Regions from separate parts of the Triticum aestivum genome. Here region 2 is linked to region 1. The links are chromatin contacts, called in public Hi-C maps. All regions are on one chromosome and are shown on one strand. The core of a region is the stretch at or near the end of the contact, and the rest is flanking DNA. Distances in the headings are between cores, read along the strand shown.

The links. A called contact is a pair of places that touch in the nucleus more often than the background predicts.
Region 2: a Hi-C map of leaf shows a contact between it and region 1, with 6 times the contacts expected there. The contact joins the promoter of LOC123132660 here to the promoter of LOC123132658 in region 1. A contact is called at or near these places in 2 of 5 Hi-C or Micro-C datasets (both in leaf).

What each region holds. Positions count from the first base shown.
Region 1 is chr6A:172,589,724-172,594,648 of IWGSC CS RefSeq v2.1, reverse strand. It overlaps LOC123132658 (zinc finger CCCH domain-containing protein 14), which reads left to right and starts at 3,013. Exons shown (of 3, transcript XM_044552512.1): 1 at 3,013-3,293; 2 at 3,911-3,971. The coding sequence starts at 3,227.
Region 2 is chr6A:173,099,761-173,104,685 of IWGSC CS RefSeq v2.1, reverse strand. It overlaps LOC123132660, which reads left to right and starts at 1,905. Exons shown (of 3, transcript XM_044552514.1): 1 at 1,905-2,129; 2 at 3,056-3,110; 3 at 4,799-4,925.

The DNA of each region.
Region 1 (4,925 bases), core at 1,764-4,263:
TAAAAACTAGTTTGCCGTGCGCCGTTCGTCTGGTTTTGCGCGACCGTCAGCGCTGGCTCCAACATCGACGCTAAAATGCAACGCTCCAGCAGCGCGTAATAAATGCAGCGCGCGCGACTCGCACAAACAACATATACATTTCAAATAGAAGCAAAAATGATCAAACTAAACAAAATAAATCAACAATAAATAGTTCAATTTCGTTATTACAACCCAAACAAATAGTTTATCGTTCAGTACAACAAATAGTGCAATAAACACAACAAATAGTTCATGAACAATACAATGACGAACGCAGAAATCATGCTCTTTGTCGTCCATGCCATGCCCACAACTCCAATGCATGCAATATATTGAGCCAAGCATACCAGAAAAGCCGCGAGCTTTGTTCATCGCCAATAGCCTTGCGGCGTCTTCAGCATTGGGAGATCTCAAATACTCCTCGTCAAACACTTGCACAAGTCCGACTGCGAAGCGTTTGACACATATGATGGCTTGGCTCTCACCCATAGCCAAGTGATCATCAACTAGATCAGCCGGGATACCGTATGCCAACATACGCAAAGCGGCTGTCACCTTCTGAAAAGGTGCTATGTCCGAGCTCTCCGGCGGCATTTCTCTTTTGCTGAAAAAACCGGTCATGGCTCGCTAGTTTCTCTGCAATGCGCCTGAACAAGTCGGTGCTCATCCTAAACCGACGACGAAAATACGACTCCGGGTATGTGGGATTCTCCATGAAATAGCGCCTCGTCAATCTGTTATGGGTATCGATCCTATCTCTCCAAATTTTCTGCCGACCCATAACCGAACCACCGTGCTTCGGTTTTTTATTGATATGCATAGCTAGGATCATTGCAAGATCCTCCTCCTCTTCCATATCAAATTCTTCTTCGGAAGAATCATACGACGAACTCATCTACAGTGTTCAATACTATGCTACAAAAACTACAATCAACATGCACCAAATTCATGAAGTTTGAGCAATACATACCTTGTAGGCGTTTTGTCGAACACCTTGCGGGCGCCGAGCGGCAGCGAGCGCTCGGGAGCTGTTTGTCGGAGGATGGACGCGCGTGAGGGGCGGCGGGACTACGGAGGGGGGGAGGGGGCGAAGAAGCCGCGGCGACGCGGGGATAGGCTGGGGAAGCGCCGGGAAGGTCGTTGGGTGGCGCGGGCGGTGGCGGCGGCGCGACTGGATGGGGGGTGGGAGTTGCGAGCGAGCGCGCGAGAGTCCAGCGCGCGGGAGCGGGCGCAGCAAATAAGCGGCGCGCGATTGAGTTTCGGCCCGCGCGCTGAACTAAATATGCCGCGCGCGCTGTTTTTGCGCACCCGCTGGAGCAACTATACCGGTTGCGCGCACGCTAAAACGGGCAATTTTGCGGCGCGGCACTAGTTTGGCGCGGCCGTTGGAGATGCTCTTACATGTGTGCCCTAAGATTGGTGTGTAATTATCCCGGAGATAGCCCAGTCCAGAGAGCACACTTCTTGCTCGCCTCTTCTCTCTCTCGCTACTCGCTAGGGTTCACTGCTTTCGCCGCAGAGCGCCTGCCCACCTCCCATCGCCTCCCTCCTCCATCCATGGCCTCATGCTCTTTCATCTCATAGCAATCACAAATCCAATGGGTTCAAGGTTGTTGCAGTTCTCCTGTGTTGTGTTGCAACTTCGACATCGTCATTTCATTGGGAAAGAGGTACGCCTTGTCGATTCAGCATAAGAACCCACATGGGGAAATTAAGTAAGTGAACACAAAAAAAAACTCAAAACACAAAACACAAAACACAAAAAGAGCATAAAATGGCCAGCTTGGAGGAAGGGATTCGATCTTGATCCAACCAGGGGGGCAAGAGAGGAAGCTGAATGTGTTGAAGGGGTAATGAAATTTGCATACTTGGGAGATGTCTATGGGTCGGAGTGTTGGATGTCATGCTTGGTGAACACCCTTGCCGCGCACCCATGTTGATAATCATCAAGGATGATCATCCTATACCCTATGAAGATCACCTTACAAAACAAGAAAAAACGCAGATTAAAATGTGGTAGATGAGTCATGTGGGTAGTCGAAGACCAAGAAGTTGTTGTACCGGCTAGGCACTTCCCCGGTGACATCACCAATGGTGAAGGGGAAGAAATCCCATGCGTACGTCGTCGTCGACAGAGCGACAACCAACGATGAAGAGCTCCCCCCCTCCCTAAGCTCCTTGTCATTCCGCCGACACAAGAATGCCATTCAGGAGGTACTGCTCACCACGTCATGATTCTCGTCACCGTAAGCATTCACATAGTATCACTTGTGTGGAGAAATATGGATGTGGAAATCCAGCCTCATGTTCAACCCCCGTCCTATTTTATGTAGTGTTCCTCATCTTCATTGCACGAAACGGAGTAGTGGCGCCACACGAGGGGGGTGGCTGCCAGGGCATTAAAGAAGGTGAGAGCAGAAGATGGTGTGGAAACTCCATGGGAGACGGTGACTGGGAAGCCGCTGGAGGGATCACATGAGCATGAAAGGGGATGGGTGGTGAAGGATGAGCCGAGGGGTGAGGTTGACGACAAAGTTCTGAGTGATATCATGGCACATTTGCAACGGGCCACGAGCTTGTGAATGAACGACAACCCAAAAGGTAGAGTGTCAATGGTTTCAAATGCGGAAGAAAGTAGCATGCATGAAGTAATACATGAGAGATTTCTATGAAACGGATATAATTTGTTCATAGAAATGTGTCGACCCCTCTAATTCATTTTTTACATTAAGTGAATGGATATCACTACCATTCTGCATGAAATTATGTTATTTTGACAAGCTCCCACGTTTCATAGTGAAGTATGACTGTGGGCAGATTAGATTTCAAAAATTTAGGCACCGCGAAACAAAGAAACGAAGAGGAGAAGAAAAACAAAAATAATATTAAAATGTCTTCTCGAACCATCCGACCCGGCCGTTTGACCCAACACCGCGCTCAGAATTTAAGTACCACGAAATGGAGAGGAAAAAACAACTAAAATGTCTTCTCGACCCATCCGGGCCGGCCGTCCGACCCAACACCGCGCCCGTAGCCTATCCGACCGGTAGCCTTTTAAGCCTTTCCTCACTCCTCCGTCCGGATCTCTTCAGCGACCGTGCCGTGCCGTTCCGGTAGCCTCCCTCCGTCCCTGCTCGCCGCCACGACTCACAGGCCACAAACCCTAGCCAAGCTCGCCGGAGCTACCGCGTGCGCGCACGCAGCGATGGAAGGCGGCGGACGCAAGAGGGGCACGGCCGACGGCGCCGCCGTCGGAGGCAAGCGCACGCGAGGTGAGTCGGGTGGAGCCCTGCCCTAAATCACCCTCCCCGGCGGCTTCTCTAGGGCGCCCTTCTTCTGTAGTCCGGTGAAGCTTCCGGCTTAGTGTTCCCGGGGAATGCCGCTGAGTTGCTCTGTTGCTAGGTTAGGGTTTTGGGATTTTTTTTTTGGGGGGAAGCTAGGTGGTGCGGTGGCCTGATGGGATCTGTACTTCTCCATGGTTGGGTTTTGGGGGTATTCAGAAGCTCGCGTTGCTTACGATATGCCAATTCGCCGCATGCTGGTTTGTTGGGGATCAGTAATTTTACCCGAGCACATGAATATTCGCCTATTAAATGTCGCGTATTGTTGCCTTGCTCGATTGGAGCTGTCTGCCTCTTTTTTTCTGTATTCTGCGCATTAATACTTGGCATGCCCTCGCTCCCTACTCAACAATTCGCCTGGAGTTTGGAGCGAGGCTCTGAGTGCTGGATACTAGTTCAAGCTGAAGAGTTCCTACTAGTAATCTATGCTTCGACTAATGCACTATATTGTACAATTAGTCAACAGCCTATTAATGTCCTTTTATGCATCGCGATTAGTTAATCAACAGCTTATTAACTTGGCGCGCATAATTAATTTGATTCAACAGAATCGGAGTCATTTCAAACCGGCGTAGGAAGCAAATCGAAGCCATGCACCAAATTTTTCAGGTTATAGTCCAACTTAAAATGAACTCCACCTGGTAACATTTATTCTGCATACCTGTTATTTTGTTAAAACTTTACTTTTATCTTGAAAGAATGCTTGCTGCTAACAAATCATTTAAGCAAGATTGTGCGACAGGTTCTCCCTAATCCAAGCTTAAGAACTTCCACTGGAGTAAAAATTGGAATGTGCATGGGCTGTGCAAAATCACTTCTGAATATGTGAAAGTGCAAGAACAGTATAAGGATATGTAACTTCTTTTCAGACGAACAACCAGCCAGTAATATCATATGATACAGCCTCTTGTTGAATTGAGAGAAAAGAAGATTGAATATATGAGTTGGACACTTGAAATTCTGCCAGTAATATCATGATACAGCCTCTTATCAAATTGAGAGAAAAGAAGATTGAATATATGAGTTGGACACCTGAAATTCTGCCACATATATCCTTCTTGATATATACTATTTATTCTAACATTTGGTACATGCAAGAATAGTTTTACTGTATGGTTTAAAATTATATGTCCATCAACAGTTGCTTGTTGAGTCATTGAAGCATCACAAGCAGTAATAAAATTTGTACTTATGATCCGTAAGAGAGCCTTCCTGAAACAGACGTTCAACAAACATCAGTATTTAAGTACTTTGATGAAGACACATATAGCAGAGAATGTTGACTATGGAACTGTTCAATTTTTTCTCTTGCCGAAACGCACATGAATAGTTTCTTGTCTGCCAAACTGCATATGATTTGGTGATGCAGAATGAGCCAACACAGAGAAATGATTATTATCAACAAACATTCGAAATGTAGATTAGTTCCACTCTATATCAGAACATCATTCACTGTAGAACTTCTCTTCTGTCCATTTGGATTGTAAGTTTGCCCTAGGATGTTTATTGTTCTTCAGATGCTATCAACACCTGTAATCATATTCCTGAGCCTTTTGGCTTATG
Region 2 (4,925 bases), core at 656-3,155, 510 kb before region 1:
CCGTTTCCCTGCCCAACCACCCCGTACAGGATCCTGATTCTCCCGCCCGCGCTTGCGTCCAACATTACTCCTTGCTGGTTGAGCTGCCACTTCTTCTCCCTCATTTTCACCATCAGTTCTACCCGCATGCCTTTTGCTTTTTGGAGCCATTATGTACAAGAAAACACAAAAAAAACCATGTTCATGAAAACAGATACAACCAGATACAAAAGCCCTATAACTCAACTGCTCAAATGATACTACTTGCATCTGGAGCTAACATCACTGTCATTTGGAGGTGAACAAAACTCCATTTATTCCCTACCCAGAGATAACTCAACAACTGAATTGCTAGTGCTTGCAAAAGCAATTTGGTATTGAGAACTATGCAACTACTCATTATTTTGTGGCAACTAAAAATAAAGCACATAAAAAACTACTCATCACAAAAAAAGTCACATGTTCATCTTCATCACATTAGCTAAAAGATCAAAAACACTCAGGCTTTGCCGCTTATTCATGAGAGATATCTCATCTCCTATTCATAGTTGCAATGAAGGACCGCAACTCGATGGTGGATATAAGCAACGTCATGTTTCATACAGTAAATTTAAAGAACACTACAAAAAGGACATCAACTTGGTGTTGCAAATCTAGGCAATAACTAAAACTAAAATCAACCAATCACAAAAACCATTTCCCCCCAAAAAACAGTGCATCCCCTGACCCCTCGATGAACTGCCCAAGTCAGATACATCCCCTGACCCGCCTCCTCGCAAATTTGTAGAAAAAAATCTAAGCAACTAGCATCAAATTTATGAACAACTACCCAAGTAAGATGCATCCCCTGACCCTCCCCTCGCAAAAATTTGTAGCAAAAAACTAAGCAACTAGCATCGAATTTATGAGCAACTGCCATCAAAAAAATGAGCAACTGCCCCCGGTAAGATGCATCCCCTTGCCCTGTCCCTCCATCTCACAAATTATAGGAAAAATCTAAGCAACTCCATCGAAATTATGAGCAACTGCGTCTTGAGAAGCAAGCAACATCGAAAACACGAATCCTATGCGCCCGTCACTAGGATTCGGTCGCGTGTATCCCCTTACAGCGACTCAATCCCGCCTACCCCTAGCACAAACCCACCCCTCCCCTCCCCCGCCATAGCAACGCCATGCCCTCCAAAAGCATTCACGACGCGGAGCCTGAGGACGCCATGGACAACCTCGTGCCCGCCCCCTCATCGAAACCCTAACTCCATGGAGCGCAAACAGGGGAGCAGAGCGAGAAAAAGAGGGGAGCAGGGGAGGAGGAAATAGCGGTTTACCTCCGCCTGCAGCCGGCGACTCGCGGCGCTCGTGGACGGCCTCCCGCACCGGCGACTCCACGTCGGATCCACCACTGCAGCACCCCGCCTCGCCGGGCCGTTGCTAGAGGAGAGGAAAGGAAGAGAGAGAGGAGTTCGAATGAAATCTGCGGGGGCTGCGGGTGGTTTCGAACAAGATGAGCGGGGGGTGTGGGCGGGGGGAGCGGTTTCGCCTGGAATAAAGGGGCCGGGCCACCACTCGCCCCACGTTTCGCGCAATCCATAACGGACATCTGGTCGGGACGAATCGCGCGCAGGCACATCGCATCGGACGACTGTAGTCCATGCACTCGCGCCAGCGAGTGAGCGCAGCTGCATGAGTCAGACTTTAGGGCGAGATATTATTTCCTCGAACTTACCCTCGCTGGGTGAATGCCAGATCTTTGGTTAGGTTAGGCGGATGGTAAAGAAAAACAATTTTTATTCATTATGTAATAATTGGAGCCAAAGTCCGAACCCGTCAAAATCTGGCTGTGGGTACGGCCCCATCAGAGAGACCCCACCAGACCTGTGACGGGGCTCGCACCCGATACCGTCCGGATCCATACCTAGTTTGGGCTCCAACCCCTTAACCCCTTGACCTCACGTCCGCTCACAAGCGCGAGTACTCATTTGCTCGGCCGCCGCTGGTGCGAACAGAGAGCCGCCCGCCCCCCTTCGTCAGATTTCGAGCGCAAACCGCAAACCCTCCCCCCACCTTCGCCTCCCCTTCGTCGGCGTCGCCCGCTTCCCTTCGCCGGAGGCTCGCGTCCCGGCCCGCCCCCCGCCGCCTCCTCCGCCGATTAGGTACGCGCCGCCCTCTCTCCCGGCCGTTGAGGCCACGCAATCCCCTTTTCTCGGAACTCCACAAAACCCTAATCAACGCCGGCCAGCGAATGGTTCGCGCGCGGGGCTGCCGCGGGCTGAGCGGCGATGCGGGTGCGCGTGTCCAGTGATGCGTGGCTGAACTTGGGCCGGGGAGCTCGTCGTTTGTTTGAACCCCCGCTTTAGCGTCTTGAGGCGAAAATAGGGCTGGGGTAAAACCGAAGTGTTTTGAGGTCATAATCTTGTCTGAACATGCGCGCGCGCGCAGATGAAGAGATCCTTTCTCTTTCACGGGCAAAAAAGGGGTACTAGGGGATACGAGTAGCTTTCCTGCTTGAAGATTCGAACCATTTCTCCTATTAGTAATTACACATCTTGAGCACACATTGTTTGTAAGACTACCCGTCGACACGAAGAATACAATGTTCTTGTGTTGTTTCATAGTGGCTGTGGGTGCCACACCCTCAAACATGTGTCTTGTGTTGTTGGTTTAATATCTCCATCTCTATAATTATGAAATACGAATCTCATAGGTTTAACGTTCCAAGATCTGTTTAAAATAAACATTGTAAACATAAACACGGAGTATTCACAACGAAGTCACACTTGTGGTGATATTATTCACTGAACAAACTATCAAAAAAATCACGAATACAATGAAATATAGTCGACCCTATGCTTGCCTCCAGGGCGTGTTTTTGACACCTTACCTCCCTAGTCCCTACATAACTGTGGATCCAAAAATAAAAACAATGTATAGCCTGCTATCATATTTGTTTTTTGGCTGATTTATTATGTTTATTGCGTGTGTGTGTTAGAGAGAGGCAAGTAGGGAGGGACATATGAAGTTGATATGTAGAATTACATTTGAAATTTGCATATGATTCTCATTATCATTATTTTCGCAGATAATACCAAGCTTGTCCTTGCTGTGTTTGTTATGATGGTCATCTGTATTCTGTGGTAAGTAGTAAGTACTTTTTCCCGTTCTCTTGCACCTTTAAGAAGCACTACTGTCCAAACAGACATTGAAATTGTTTGTCCTATCCTTATGTACAATACTAGCTTAATTCACAGGAACTTTATTTCCATGCATCCTATTATTTGGCACAACTGGGTAATTTGTCCTACTGCTTTCTAGATGCAACATTAGGCATTCGGCCTTCTACACAGGGGTTTGTTTATAGTTTGCGTGTTTGAATTCTGGAACATATTTTATTATCAATGTCCGAAATGCTGATTTGACTGTAAGGTACTAAGGTTTACTTTTTGCCTAACTGGCTTAATTGGAACTAGAGTTGTACAACATCATAAGACATGCAACCTTTAGTGCACCCTCACGATATCTGATGTGTAATCGTGTACTTGATTTCTGTTATTTGCAATGTTGTGGGTCCATTTACCATGAGATTTACAAATCTCTTGATTAGTGCTAGATATTTGCCTTTGGCTGAAACCAAAGATACTGCAAATGCACTGATATTTTAGTTACATTCTTAGCCTCTAAGAAAGAAATTTAGTTATGCAAAGTTTGTTGTGAATCCTACTTATTTTTCTTTGAATCACCAATTCTATGCAAATTGTACACACTCTACCCTGAAGTTACTGTCGTATCAGGCAAGTGGCCCCATACCTTGATGATAAAATTTCTCAAGTTCCTGTATATTATGAATCAAGGAATTTCCATTCCAATTTTTTGCATTTCTTTAGTATAGTTTATATCCCAGCCGGTTATGTTGTGATAGACCACTTTAGTCTTTTTAATGTAAAATATCTTAATGATTATAGTAAGTATATTCCACCTTGATCCATGGCTAGTGAATTTGAAGTGACATCTCAGAAATTACATCTGTGAGCTTTATTAAATACATTGTGTTGTGCAGAAAATATGTGCTGTTGCTTCAGTCTTGTTCTTATTGTCAATTTTAAAATTTGAAGACATTAACAGACCACAGTTGTGTGCAGATTGATGCACAGTTCTTTCATGCACTAGTTTTGAATCTGTCATTCTTGTTAAAATGCATGTTTGCCATATCCCAGCATTATTTTTCTGTTTCTGTACATAACACATTCGAGACTTCAGATATCAAATTATTTCCTGCTTTTATTCCTTCAGCAAGCTGTATCGAATTAGAATAAAATAATGTACTGAAACTGTCAAAACCCTGTTCTGGTTGTTTGTGGGGCTTAGCTGGAACCAAGGAATAGCCCAATGAATTGTGCTTTCTAAACAGAGAAAGATACCCCCCGCACACACATCCCCCAAAAGTAAAAGAAACAGCTTAACGTAATCCGTAGGACAACTGAGTTGTTACTTGCTCTGGTTGTAGTTGGGGCTTAGCTGGAACCCAGGAAGAGGCTAATGAGTTGTTACTTGCTCTGGTTGTTGTTGCTCGGTTACTTGAGCGCATATTTCTTTAAACCTGAATTGTTTATATTATTGATTTACTATGCGCACATTTCATTTTAGATTGCTAACAGCCTTTCGTGTCAGCACTAATGCTAAACCAATGTCGTCTGAGGCGATTTTATCTCTTGAGCGAGGCAATAAATGCATTTTTTTTGTTCTTCTGTGGCAAAAAACACCTTCTGTTTTTTCTTGCATATGCTTATCAAATTTATTAACCATAATCATTGTTTGTTTCATGCAGGCTGACCAGTTAATTTATTTAGTGTACTGCTCTTTAAGTATATCTCAGCTCCTGAACGTATTTTGTACCTTGAGGTTGGTTATTCTGGATACTACAATTAACTGAAGGCAGTATTGCAATAAGGTGC